2 separate regions of the Mus musculus genome follow, and region 2 is linked to region 1. Evidence: chromatin contacts called from public Hi-C data. All regions are on one chromosome and are shown on one strand. Each heading gives the region's core, a stretch centred on a gene start, on an enhancer-like site or on the middle of the called end of the contact. The rest is flanking DNA. Distances are from core to core; before and after follow the strand shown.

Evidence for each region. A called contact is a pair of places that touch in the nucleus more often than the background predicts.
Region 2: a contact with region 1 is called in a Hi-C map of bone marrow-derived macrophages, with 67 read pairs. The contact joins the enhancer-like site here to the promoter of Asgr2 in region 1. A contact is called at or near these places in 17 of 39 promoter capture datasets (the C10 cell line, the HPC-7 cell line, HPC-7-derived erythroid cells and 10 more), 4 of 484 Hi-C or Micro-C datasets (bone marrow-derived macrophages, nephron progenitors, peritoneal macrophages and 1 more), 6 of 115 datasets of contacts at active chromatin or transcription factors (CD8 T cells, the NIH/3T3 cell line, bone marrow-derived macrophages and 3 more) and 5 of 9 other capture datasets (adipose tissue, embryonic stem cells, liver and 2 more).

The regions. Positions count from the first base shown.
Region 1 is chr11:70,091,023-70,097,566 of GRCm38.p6, forward strand. It overlaps Asgr2 (asialoglycoprotein receptor 2), which reads left to right and starts at 1,622. Exons shown (of 9, transcript NM_007493.3): 1 at 1,622-1,768; 2 at 2,034-2,171; 3 at 5,780-5,896; 4 at 6,157-6,252. The coding sequence starts at 2,048. It overlaps Gm32946 (a long non-coding RNA gene), which reads left to right. Exons shown (of 4, transcript XR_879978.1): 4 at 1-243.
Region 2 is chr11:70,187,381-70,194,205 of GRCm38.p6, forward strand. No RefSeq gene overlaps it. Among named protein-coding and RNA genes, the nearest start is that of Slc16a11, 23 kb to the right of the region's middle. Within about 2 kb of position 4,936, at least 50 of the 459 cell types and tissues checked have an H3K27ac peak or open chromatin away from gene starts, as enhancers often do. A contact at or near this core is called in CD8 T cells, the NIH/3T3 cell line, bone marrow-derived macrophages and 2 more, where this site is marked.

The DNA.
Region 1 (6,544 bases), core at 372-2,871:
GTCACCTAATCTCCTTTCTGCCAGAGGCAAATGTATTGACTTCATAGGGTGATGTGCTGTGAGGGTTAAATGAGAAAACCTTATTTATATAGATAATGTGTGTGTGTGCATGCGTGTGTGTGTGTGTGTGTGTGCGTGCACGCGTGAGCACTCATGGGCATACATTTGTGCAGAGTATGTGCATCAGTGCCAGTGTGTGTGGAGGCAGGAGGTTGATTTTTAGTATTTTTCTCTATTACTCTCTACTTTCTTTTTCTTTCTTTCTTTCTTTCTTTCTTTCTTTCTTTCTTTCTTTCTTTCTTCCTTCCTTCCTTCCTTCCTTTTTTTTTTTTTTTTTTTGGCAGAGTCTCTCTGAACCCAGTTTATTGTTTGGCCACACTGGTCCCACGGATCTGCCCTTCTCTGTCCCTTCTGCAGTGTGCTGGCAATATAGGTGTGTGCTGCTGTGCCTGGTTCATATACAGGAGCTGGGTTACAAACGCAAGACCTCATGCTTGTGAAAGAGCCCTTTACCCACCGAGTCATCTTCCCAGCCTTTGTAGATCCTGTGTAGCACTCGCAGGGCATGAAGAGGGGTGTTTGTGTCCCTGGACTGAGTGTGGTGCTGGGGTTATGACTTCCATATTTTGAAGAACTTCTGCACTGAAGTGTGGAGGTAGAGAGCCACAGCTGAGCAATGTTCAGAGAGTGACAGGCTTGGAGTGCTCCCTTGGTCCTAAGTGGGATCTCTTCATCAGACCCCTCCCCATTAAAAGGAGGGAGTGGACTATGGGTCCCAGTCCTAACCAAGAAACTATTTGTGGTTCAAATCCATTGGCAAAAGAAAATCAGTTTTCTACAATGGAGCATCATGGGGTATACCCACCATACTCCAGGACCAGGAGTAATTTGTCAACTCAAAAGAAACGTCATTGTGGTGTTTGTTATTGTTGTTGTTTTTATGGGTTTTTTTTTTTTTTGGTCTTATTGGTCTTTGGCTTGTTTGTTTTGATAGTCTTTCTTTCTTTGGAGAGAACATAAAGCGGTGTGTGTGTGGGTTGGGGGATGAGGAGGGTCTGGGGGAGGACTGAAGGAGTGTGACTGAGTGGGGCTGGAGTGCGCTGGAGTGCGGGAGCCTGGTGCTGAGCGTATAGGAAGCTGTGGCTGTGGCTGGTTGCCAGGGTCACAGGCTCAGATTGGGCAAGAACAGGGAACTGATCTCTAGGTCACTCTACTCCTGGTCAGAGATATTTGAAGAAATCAACAGTTCTGGAAAATAAAAGAGGCAGGAACTGAAACAGGGGAGGGAGGGAGGGATAGAGAGGAAACAGCAGACTGGATCCTGGCCCCTCCACACCTGCACCCCTGCTCCCCTTCTGACATTGTGCAATGAAGGGAGAGATGATGTGTGTTTGTGTGTGTGTGTGTGCGCGCGCATGTGTGCACATGTGCACGTGTGTACATACAAGGATACCGCACATACAAGGAGACCTCCTGTCTCCCTTCTCTGGTTATGAGAACAGAAACATGTCCCCCACCCCCACTGCTCACTGCCTGAGTTCCAACTGCGTTTCTGTTTCTATTTACTGTCCAAAGTCCCAGGGGCAGGAGGTGACTGGTTAGATGGACATTCAGGCACAGGGACCCAGCTCTTGCCTAGATTGGCCCCTCCTCCCTCTCACCTAGCTCCACTAGCACCACCTGTCCCGTCTCCCAGGTTTAGCCCCTCTTTCTCTTTGGGCTCAGGCTGTCTCCGAAAGCCAGAGTCAGCTCTCTATACCTTTAACAGGTAACTGAGGTAGTGGGAGGCAGGTGGTACTGGGTTCAGGGACTCTGGGTGGAGGGATGAGAGCATATAGTCTGGTCCATGAGAATATGGAAGGAAGGCTGCAGAGCCAGGTCACCTCTTGGGAAGGAAGGAGCCTGCAGTATTTCAAGTCTTTCCCTGTCAGCTACCCACGTCCCCTCGGTCCTTCCACAGGGATTCCAGTCTTAGCACAAACCCAAGTTCCATCTCTAAGGAAATCTCAGCTCAGTCTCAGATCTGTCTCCAGCCCTTAGGGCCATCATGGAGAAGGACTGTCAAGACATCCAGCAGCTGGACTCTGAGGAGAATGACCATCAGCTCAGTGGCGATGATGAACATGGCTCTCATGTGCAGGATCCTAGGATAGAAAATCCACACTGGAAAGGCAAGTGTCCAGTTTCTGGGGCCTCTCTGGGATCCTTGCCTCAGCTGCCAGTTCCTCTCTCTTTTTCTGTGAGGACTCTCTCATCCTGACTCAGTGACCAGTGTGCTCCCGAGTCTGTCCTACTCAGGGTTATTACTGCTGCGATGAGCAAAGTGACTTGAAGAGGAAAGGGCTTATTTGCCTTATGCTTCGTCATCATCGAAGTTCATCATCAAAGGGATCCAGGACAGGAACTCACACAGGGCAGGATCCTGGGGGCAGGAGCTGATACAGAGGTTATGGAGGGGTGCTGCTTACTGGCTTGCTCCTCATAGCTGGCTCAGCCTGTTTTATTATAGAACCCAGGACCACTAGCCCAGAGAGAGCACCACCCACAATGGGCTGGGCCTTTCCCCACTAATCACCTCATAAGAAAATGCCCTACAGGCTTGGTTACAGCCAAATACTATGGAGGCATTTCCTAACTTGAGGCCTCCTCCTCTCTGATGACACTAGCTTGTGTCAAGTTGACATAAAACTAGCCAACACAGTGACCTACATGTGAGCTGCTGATACCTCTGAGTGCAGGGTCCCAAGAAAAGTGTGTATGCTTAGAAGTGAGGGGGTATCTGAGAGGATGAGCCTCCCCCGAGACTGCACTGTGCATGTGTATATATGCGTGTACATGTGTGCATGTGCGTGCATGTATGTACATGTCTGTATCTAGGATGAATGCAGAGCCACAGACTGTGTTAAGGCGATGAGCTGAGTGTGTGAATGAGCACAGAGATCCTGGGTGATTTCCATTTGTATCCTGCCTGAATCTTCTTGCACATTTTGAACACAGGCCCCACATAATTGCAAAAAGGTTTTAGGGTAAGAGAGATCCTGCCCTGGGCAGGCTACCCAGTGTGTTCCAGATGATGTAGTTTCATCTCAGAAGAAACTTGGGACTTCTTTTGTTGTTATTTTAAGACAGGGTTTCTCACTTTGTAGCTCAGGCTTCCTGGAACTCACCCTATAGCCTTGGAATCTCAAGTAGCCTCCCTATTTTAGCCTCAGGAGTGTTGGGATCACAGCTGCGCGTTACCACGCCCAGGCAACGTGGGACTTACATCTCTGTCACATTGCTAATGTTTTACCTGTGTGTGGTCCAGTCACAGCATCTGTGTCAGCATCCTGCCTGTGCTAGCATCAGTGTCACTTCTGAGTCCTGTTCGAAAGATCCTGGGATCTCATTTTGATAGGTTCATTTATTGCTTATTTATTTGTGATACTGCCATTGGAACCCAGGGCCTTGCACATACAGGCAAGAATTGAATCACTGAACCCCCTGTCTGTTTTCTCAGTCTATTCATCTCCCTAGTTTGACTTGTGTTTTCCTACTCTATTGTGTCTTGTGACCAACAATTGGACACTGAGCACTGTGAGTTCTGTGTTGCTGGGTGCTGGGTGCTGGGTGCTGGGTGCTTTTGTATTCTGGTGAGTATTTAGTTTCCTGGGATGCAGGAAAGTGGTGTAGGATCTGACTCCTTATGCCCTAACTGTCTTGGTTTCAGGCTTTCAGGCTGTCTCCTCAACTTGGGGAGTCTATTAGACCCTGTCCCAATTTCTCCTCTCTGCTCAGGGGCCTGAAAAGTTTCTCTAGGCAGTGAATAGTGAGCTGGGCAATTTGAGGACTCATTCATTTTCCTGGCTTTCAGGGATTAATGCTCTTCACAGCCTGATGTTCAGTGTCTTAAAAATTGATGTTTAATATGTACATGTATATGTGTATATGTATGCGTGTATATATATGTGTGTATTCATGTATATGTATGTATATATGAATGTGTATGTATGTATGTGTATATGCATGTGTTTATATATGTATGTGTATATATGTATGTGTGTATACATATATGCATATGTATGTATACATGTATGTGTATGTATGTATATGTGTATGCATGTGTGTGTGTTCTAATTATTTTTTTTCTGAAATAAGAAATAAGTCTGACAGCTTCTGTTTTGTCTTGAGTAGAGCATTTCAAACCTGCCTACACAGTACTTCTGTTTTAATCAATAATTCCCAGAACAGCTGAGTCAGGCAGCTACTTTTTGTCATTGCATCTTATACATGAGGAAAATGGGCTCGCTAGGAGACTGAATGATGCCAGGCCTAACTGGTGGCTCAGCTGGTGGCTTTCTCCTGGGCTGACAGTGTAGGGGCTTCATAGGCCACAGGTTAGCTGGGAATCATGACGAGGGTCTCCTGTATGAACAGTACTAGCAGAAGCAGTCAGGAGTTAAGTTGTGGATTTCCAGCTGGGGAGATGGGTCAGAAAGTGCTTCTAGTTGGAATATATTCTGTACCTTCCCGTGATGCTAAAACAGAATGCATCTGACTAGGAAACTTATACCAGGGACGTACTGGAGCATGGTTCTTGAGTCTAGGAAGCCCAGAACAGAGGGCTGTGTCTGTCAGGGCACCAACATGAAACAGGAGACCCCAGGGAGGGTGAAGGGGACACCAAAGACGAAGCCTTTAATAAATGCTATTTTGCACTGTCAATAATCCACTGACGAGGGAGAGCCCTCAAAACCTAATCACCATTCATTCAGGTTCTACCTCCCAACGTTGCTGCCCTGGAGATCAGACCGAGAGGTCCATTCCCATCACAGCAGAGAGGGCCGTGCTTTTCGGGAGAGTGTCAGGGAGGTGAGAGGCAGGGAAGGCTCTGCTTAGGGGCTTGGGGTTGGGGAGAACTCAGAAGCATATCCTTGCTAGGTTAAGTTGGGGTCCTAAGTACGGCTGTCGTGAAGGAAGGTGACAGGCATTGGTATGGAAAATTGGAATTCTGGATAGCCACTCAGAGGGAACATCCTGTATACACCCTCAGTACAATGGCAAGAAATGACCTCAGGAAGATTTGACCTCTAGGATGTGGGGTTGCTCTGGCATGGTGGTACTGAGACAGAGAAGGCTACAGAGTCACAGGCTGATGCAGAGGAGTCTGTGTGCAGGTGGGTGGTACAAAAGCAGATGGGGTCTGGGAGAGGAGTCACTCTCCTGGTCCTGGCAAGGCGAGGCGAGCCAGTTCATGTAGGTGTGTGAGAAGCAAATAACAGTGTGTAATAGTGTGTGGATGTCTGTGAGTGTGAGCATGTGAGCAAATGTGTGTTAGAGTGGTGAGAGGAAGCGTGGCTGTGGGACAGACAGGTCAGCAGGCAGGAGAGGAGACTGTGGGAAGATGGAGGGCACAGGGACCGCAGGCCAGTGACATTGGGTTTCAGGGCGTTGTGAACAAGGGTGGTGGAAGCTGGGGGGAGGTTTTCACTTGGATGAGATGAGTAGATAGGCCGGCACAGCGGCTTTTGGGTTCGTGCTGTATGGTGGGATTAGTTGGTCTGGAGAATCCCACTGGGATTGTGAAGGGATGGGCTTGTGTGAGGAATATAGGGGTATTGACTAAGGGGAGCTCATGACATATCCCGTCACTGCTCCATTCTGAAGGGACAGGGACTGTGGAAGGACAGAGGTGATCTGTGGGTCTCTGACTCATGGGCAGGAAGAAAAACCATGCAGACCTCCTTTTGGAGGGTGTCTAGTCCTCTGGAATTGCTTTCTGACCCACTCTCTCTCACAGGGCAGCCTCTTTCCAGGCCCTTTCCTCAGCGCCTCTGCTCCACGTTCCGCCTCAGTCTGCTCGCCCTGGCCTTCAACATCCTCCTGTTGGTGGTCATCTGTGTGGTTTCATCTCAAAGTGAGGTCATGGCCTGGCAGGAATGAGAGGGCAAGGATAGAGAGAAGTAATCTGGGCAGTGCTGGGGCAGTGAGGAGGAAGAGAAGGAGAGGTGGAGGCAGGTTCTGGGTGCAGATGGAGATCAATGGTGGGTGATGAATGGTAGCAAGATGAATGATGGTAGAAGAGATGGGTGACATGGGGTCAGTCACATGGACAGTGACGTGGGCACGTTGTGACATAGTTCCACATCCATCTGGTCCCAAATGTCTCCCAACAAGGCATACAGCTGCAAGAAGAGTTTCGGACCCTGAAAGAAACCTTCAGCAACTTTTCCTCCAGCACCCTGATGGAGTTCGGGGCTCTGGACACCCTCGGTGAGTTGGGCTGGATAAGTGGCACTCATTTATCTGTGCAGATTTGATGGACGTGGTGCTGGGTCTACAGCAGGAATATGCTCTCGGGCTGTGGGGATGAAAACCTGGGCAGAGGAATAGTTCAGCCAGAGGAACCCGCAAGGCTTCCGGCAATACGGGCCCTGACCTGGGCAATGAGTCTGGGCGGGAGGTGACATGGTGGCCATTAGTCCTAGGCAGAGACAAGCAGAAGCCATGATGGCTTTTAGTGTGACAGGAAGTGGTGATTGATGGGCAGTGGGGAGTGGTCAGA
Region 2 (6,825 bases), core at 3,686-6,185, 100 kb after region 1:
TGGATTTAGCTCTTAGCTCCCATATCAGGCAGCTCACAACCATGTAATTACAGTTTTAGGGGATCTGGTACCTCCTCTGGCATCCAGGCGAACACACACACACACACACACACACACACACACACACACACGATTGGGGGCATGGCTCAGGGGATAAAACATTTGTTGCATACACATTCTGGCCAGAGTTCAGATCTCTAGAACCTATGTCAAAGCTGGGAGAGCACAGAGGCCTGCACTAAGAAACCAGTGATGGGCGAGCTGGCTAGCTAGAAGTCCCAGTTTCCTACCTGTTGCTGCACACATCTTTAATCCCAGCACTCAGGAAGCAGAGGCAGGTAGATCTCTGTGAGTTCGAGGCCAACCTGATCTACAGAGTGAGTTCCAGGACAGCCAGGGCAACACAGAGAAACCCTGTCTCAAGAAACCAGGAAACAAACAAACAAACAAGCAGCATTAATCATTTTTAGCTGCTCCTGCAGAGGGCATGGGTTTGTTTGCAAGCACTAAACGGTGGCTAAGCCACCATTGTAACAACTGTGTGTACATCCAGCCTCTGCACGTACGCAACACACACATGCACAATTTAGAACAAATCTATTCTTAAAAATCTCCTGACAAAAAGCAACAGAGATCTGCATGTCTATCTCCTAAACACTGGGATTAAAAGTGGTCCACTAAGCCTGGATTTCAGTTTTTCTTCACCTGGAACTTGCTCTGTGCTAGACTGGCCTTGAACTCAGAGATCTGCTTATCTTTGCCTTCTGGGATTAAAGGCTAGTATCTAAACGTAGTTGGTGGGATCTTGCCCCAAGGTCACCACTCCCTTAATTCAATTTAATATCTGAGAACACAGGATTCAGCTCCATCTCACTTCCTGGTGCCCCTTTAATACTTGAACCATATAATTTATATTTTCCCTTCCTCGGCTTGCTATGCTAGCTTAAAATGCTCTTCATGAGACTCAACCAGAAAACAAAATCTATGAAGGTTGTTTCTGAGACGTTGTCAATACAATTAACCCGAGTCTCTTCAGCTTAGCCTCAGGCAGACTCTTTTTTTTTTTTTTCTTTCTTTTTTTTTTTTTTTTGGTTTTTAACTCACTTTGTAGACCAGGCTGGCCTTGAACTCAGAAATCTGCCTGCCTCTGCCTCCTGAGTGCTGGGATTAAAGGTGTGAGCCACCACGCCCAGCTCTCAGGCACACTCTTAAGACAAGGGCAATAAAAAAAAAAAAAGTAATCACATTCTTCACCAAAATACCACAAAACAGCCTTTAGGTCATGCATTGAAATTCTCCACTGAAACCTCTTGGGCCAGGTTCTTAGAATTTAAATCACTCTCAGTGACAAAGTCTTCCTTATGCCTACTAGGATAACCCATTAAGTCCCATTTAAAGTAATCCACTGCTTTCCAAATCCAAAGTCCCAAAATCCACATTCCTCCAAACAAAGGCAATGGTCAGGCCTATCACAGCAATACCCTGTTGGTCCCTGGTACCAACTTCTGTCTTAGTTAGGGTTTTGCTGCTATAAACAGATAACTGTGACCAATGAAAATCTTATAAAGGACAACATTTAATTGGGGCTGCCTCACAGGTTCAGAGGTTCAGTTCATTATCATCAAGGCGGGAGCATGGCAGTGCCCACGCAGGTATGGTGCAGGCAGAGCTGAGAGTTCTACATCTTCATCTGAAGGCTCCTAGGAGAAGACTGGCTTCCAGGCAGCTAGGATGAGGGTCTTAAAGCACCCACAGTGATATACCTACTCCAACAGGGTCACACCTTCTAAAAGCACCACTCCCTGGGCCGAGAATATTCAAACCATTACAACCAGTTTCATGGCAGGCACTGGGCATTGGGCCTTGTGCCTCCTGCTTCTCCCCAATGATGAGAATCCATTCACATCTTATAGTCAGGGCTCACATAGGTTCTGAGGAAAGGAATGACACGGGTTAACAGAATCTGAAGGAAATGTATGAATCATTTCAGTAGAAAGGAAGACAAGTCACTCGCTCTGGTGCCACCGGAATTCTTAGGCTTTGAAATGTCGGAATGAGTCATAACTGGTCATGTTTTATAAGTTAAAAAGCACTTCAATTGTGTATTATTCACAGGGTGCATGATTACTTCACGGGGGTGGACAGAAACAATTTATCGCCATTTGACAGACCGGTTGCTGAATAAGAGAGGAAGGCCATTAAACAAAACACAGCAAGTGGTGAGCAACGCCCCGCCCCGCGCGCATGCGCGCAAGATCAGTTTTCTACAGGGTGATTTGCACTGACCGTGGCAAGCTAGCCATTCGTTATGCTTTGGATACTGCTCAAATGTGGTCCCTCAGGGCTCAGGCGTTGGGGGCTTGGGCCCTGAGGTGGGATGACATTTAAGGGGCAATGTCAAGCAGGCGGTAGGTAGGCCATTGAAAGCTCTGGATTCACAAAGAACTAATGCTGTTATGAGACAGTGAGTTGGTTCCTACGGGAGTGGGCGTTAGAAAAGAGCAAGCCTGACCTTTGCATCTCTCTGGTTTCCTGTATCGTCACCACGTGATTGCTCTCGCACGCGATCACACCACCCTGCGCTCATCTGTCACGGATCCTTCTGGAAAACGCAGCCAGTAGCAGCCCTTTGCCCTTCAGCCTCTAAAGCCATGAGCTAAGTAGGACTCTTGAATTTATAAAATTCCCTGGCTCATATACCTTTTAAAGCAAAAGAAAATGGATGGATTCACTCTCTCTTTAGAACACTAAGGGATAGCTACAACCATTAACATCAGCCGAGTCTAAAGAGTACACACATACCCTAAACATACCTAAGCATGGAGAACTGAAACTAAGAATGGAGAGAGAATGTTTCAGAAAGTCACATAGGACACATATAAACTAAGTAGCTTTTAACCTTGGTTAAAAAAAAATTGTAATCATATCTGTTGCAAAAAATCAAAACCCCCTAAAACCCATTGTTTCTTTGTATCAGCAAAGCTCAGCAAAGAGGCTGAGCTCTCCTCCTCTTTTTCTTCCTTCCTTCTTTCCTTCCTTCCTTCCTTCCTTCCTTCCTTCCTTCCTTCCTTCCTTCCTTCCTTCCTTTTTCTTTTCAAGACAGGGTTTCTTTGTGCAGCCCTGGCTATCCTGGAACTCACTCTGTAGACCAGGCTGTCCTTGAACTCAGAAATCTGCCTGCCTCTGCCTACCAAGTGCTGGGATTAAAGGCGTGCGCCACCATGCCCCGAGCTCTCCTCCTCTTGAGGCTCTGCTGACTGCAATGAGACCACAAGAACAGAAGTGATCTCTTTGCCCTTTGGCTACCTCTGTTCATCTCAAAAACATTTCCTGTTCCGCCTCACTGCTATGGAGTCCACACTGAGGTCTTAATCCAATTCTCAGTATAGGTTGGAATCCTTCCCTTTTGTTTTCGCTGTCCTCTGCCACCACACACACAGCAGGATTTTCCTTTTCTTAATTATTTAATTTTGTGCACCTGAACATTTTGCCTGTAGGTGTGTGTACTGTGTGCATGCCGGTGACTGCGGAGATCAGAAATCCCTGGAACTGAGGTTGCAATGAGCCTTCATGTAGATTCTGGGAATTAGATCTGGGTCTTCTGCAAGAGCAGCAAGGGCTCTAAACCACGGAGCCATCTCTCTTCTTTAAAGGTCATGTCATGTCCATCACTCTTACCAAAGTCAGAGGGAAAGCCAGGCATGGTGGTGGTGCACTTCTTTAATCCCAGCTCTCAGGAGGCAGAGGCAAGAGGATCTCTGAATTAGAGGCCAGCTTGGTCTATATTATGAGCTCCAGGACAGCCAGGACTACATAAAGAGACCCCATCTCAGGAAAAAAAAAAGGGGGGGGGTGGCAAAGAAAAATTACGTTTCATACAGTCTGAGTTTTCCTATTTGATGCTCACACTAGCTTCCGTGCCTGGAGTTGGAAGCCGGTTCTCCCGACTTTGTAACAGCCAGACCATGCCTTTTATGAATGTCAGCATAGGAAGCAATGAGTCACACTCTGGATCTTCCATTTAGAACCAGAGGAGGCCCCACTCCTCTAAGCAGAAGTGATCCACTGCACGCATGCTCACAGCCCTCTCCTTGGCTACCATGGGCATGTGGCCCCACTAGTCCACCAGAGCGAGCCTGCTCACCTTTTTGACAATGACCTCTAGCTCACATTTTCAAGTTTTATTCTATTTACTTATATAATGTGTTTATTTTTATTCTCTCTAAAATTCAAGTCACTAAATTCCACGTGGGCCTCATTCTGCCACTTCTTATTGCTGATTTGTCTTGCCTAGTCTTGTGTGTGTTGTGTGTGTGTGTGTATGGAGAGACAGAGAGAGAGAGTCAGAGACAGAGACACAGAGACAGAGACACAGAGAGAGCATTGTGCGTTTCTGAGCTGTAAACGCTTGGTTCTAGAAATCTGTCTCTTTAAAAGTTGTCAAGAAAGCTTTGATGGAATCTTCCTCCAGAGAGGGCTCATGCTTGCTTCAGCCGGTGCCTGGGACCTGTCCAATCTGGCAGGACCTTACTATAGATGCTCTGCCATGGGTATCTGGGATCTCAGATGTGTCAGATGGGTGGGCCCTGATCTGATTTGGAGTGGGCATTTCCAGTTATGTAGTCACTGCTGTTGCTGCTGCTGCTGCTGTTGCTGTTTTTTGAGATAGTTTCTCTATGTTACCCTGGCTGGCCTGGAACTTATGTGGACCCAGGTGGCCTCAAATTCACTGAGATCCACCTACCACTCCGTCTCCCAAGCGCTGGGGTTAAAGCACGTGTCTCCACACCCGGCACTAGTTCTGAATTTTTATGATATGGCTTGTCTTTCTCTGCCCAGTGGTGGGGATAAGGCAAACAGGTTTCTTTTGCCCACTCTGTAGTCATTTCTGAACTTTCTATCATCAGCCAGCCTCCATCTTGTCTTTCATAAGCCACATGGGAATGCCCTTGGCTCCACTGTGTTCGTGGGCTCTTATGCCCCAGCCTCTGTGGCTTGTGATTCATGCTTTAGACAAAAAAAAAAAAAAAAAAAAAAAAAAAAATCCCACTGCTTTCTTTATAGCTGAGTTGCTAACTTAAACGGCACTTTTCTTTCTTTTTAACCTACCTTAGGTAGTTCTGCAGTAGGAGGGTTCCAAGAAAGTTAGTTGTCCTGTTGTTAGCATAGGGAATTAAAGGTACTGTTTTACGCGTACAGGGCTTGTATTCAGCCATCTTGTAAAATTTTATTAATTCTGCTATTTTATACTATATATATATATATATATATATAGATTAGTTTATGTACCTTATATTTTTATATTTCCTAGGTGTGTAGTCTATAATTATGTATTTTTATACTTACTAGAATTTCTAGAAATTGTTGATGAATAGAAGGTATGTGGAGCATCGTGCTTATTTTTTATTTAAGTTCAGTAGATTTGGTAATTTCTTCTTTTTAAGGAAATTACCTCTATTGATTTAACAAATTTCCTAATAGACCTAGTTTAGTTAGTTCTATTCTTTCTTACTAAAAAATTTCCTTAAAAATTCATTATTTTATTTTATGCGTGTGTCTTGCCTGCATGTATATCTATGGATCACACATGTGTAGTGCCCATGGAGGCAGACGAGGCCGCAGATCCCCTGGCACTGAGCTGGAGTTACAGATGATTATGAGCTGTGAGGTGGGTGCTGGGACTGAACTTGTGTCCTTCCCAAGAGCAACCAGCAGTCTTAGCCACTGCATTCTCTCTCCAGCCCCTTGTTCTTTTAATCAGACCATGGCTGCTGAAACCCATTCAGCACCTCAGAATTTATTGGTTTGGCGCTACATCTAATTTTAAAACAAGTCTTGCTGTTTATCCTTCAACTCCGGTCCTAACTATCAAGGCTGAAGCTGAGGGTACTGGAGGGGGAACCCCAAGGATGACCAGTGTTAATATGATGAAGGATTCTGAGTTGCTGGTTAAGGAATTAGGACTCTGTACTAAGGGCAGAACTGACTACTGAAAAACTCACTTTGTGGCAGTAAAGAGTTTGGACTGTAGAGTCCGGCTGGAGGCCAAGAGACCATTGGGAATGTGGCTGTTGTTGTCTAGGCCAGGAAGAGACACATTATGGTTGCTACATTGTTGCCCATTTCCTGCCTCTGAGGTCAGGTTCTTCCTAATACAACAGTTACTTAAGACTCTGGATGTGTGTGTGTCGGGAGAGGGCAGAGTTGGTCATTTATTATCAGAGAAAACAAATCACGTTAATAATAACAAAAGTCCAGGCATGGTGCCACCTGCTTTTGATCTATCACTGAAAAGCCAGAGGCAGATGGATCTGAGTTCCAGACCAGTCAGGCAAGGAAACAGACGGCCAGGAATGTGCTCTTCTCAGGCCGTCTTTCTTTTCAGCTTCTCTGTGTGTCCTTTCAGGTCCCAGTGGGCAGTTCATACGTGACTCAGCCAAAGTCTGTCTGTCTGTCTGTCTGTCTCTCTTTTATGCAACATGATCCACAATGTTTTCATTCTTACCATCAGTCCCTTAAGTATTTAGGGATCCACCCTACTCCATAACTCCGTACAGTTATGAACTTCAGATGAGGCTGTCTCTGTTTCAGTCCCAGAGCTAGGGCCTGACAGGAACCCCAGCTGTTCTCATCAACCCAGTCCCTGGCGGGTTTAAGCATAGAGATGTGGTAAATTCCTGGCCCTGAGCCAAGGGATACCGGCTGGGAAGGAAGGTATCTTTACCTCTGAGGAGGACACACTAGAAGAAATGCTTTCATGTTCCTTAGCGCATCATTGGTTCCGAATGCTATGTCTGAGACAGCAGCAAGCAATGTAGTGACTAA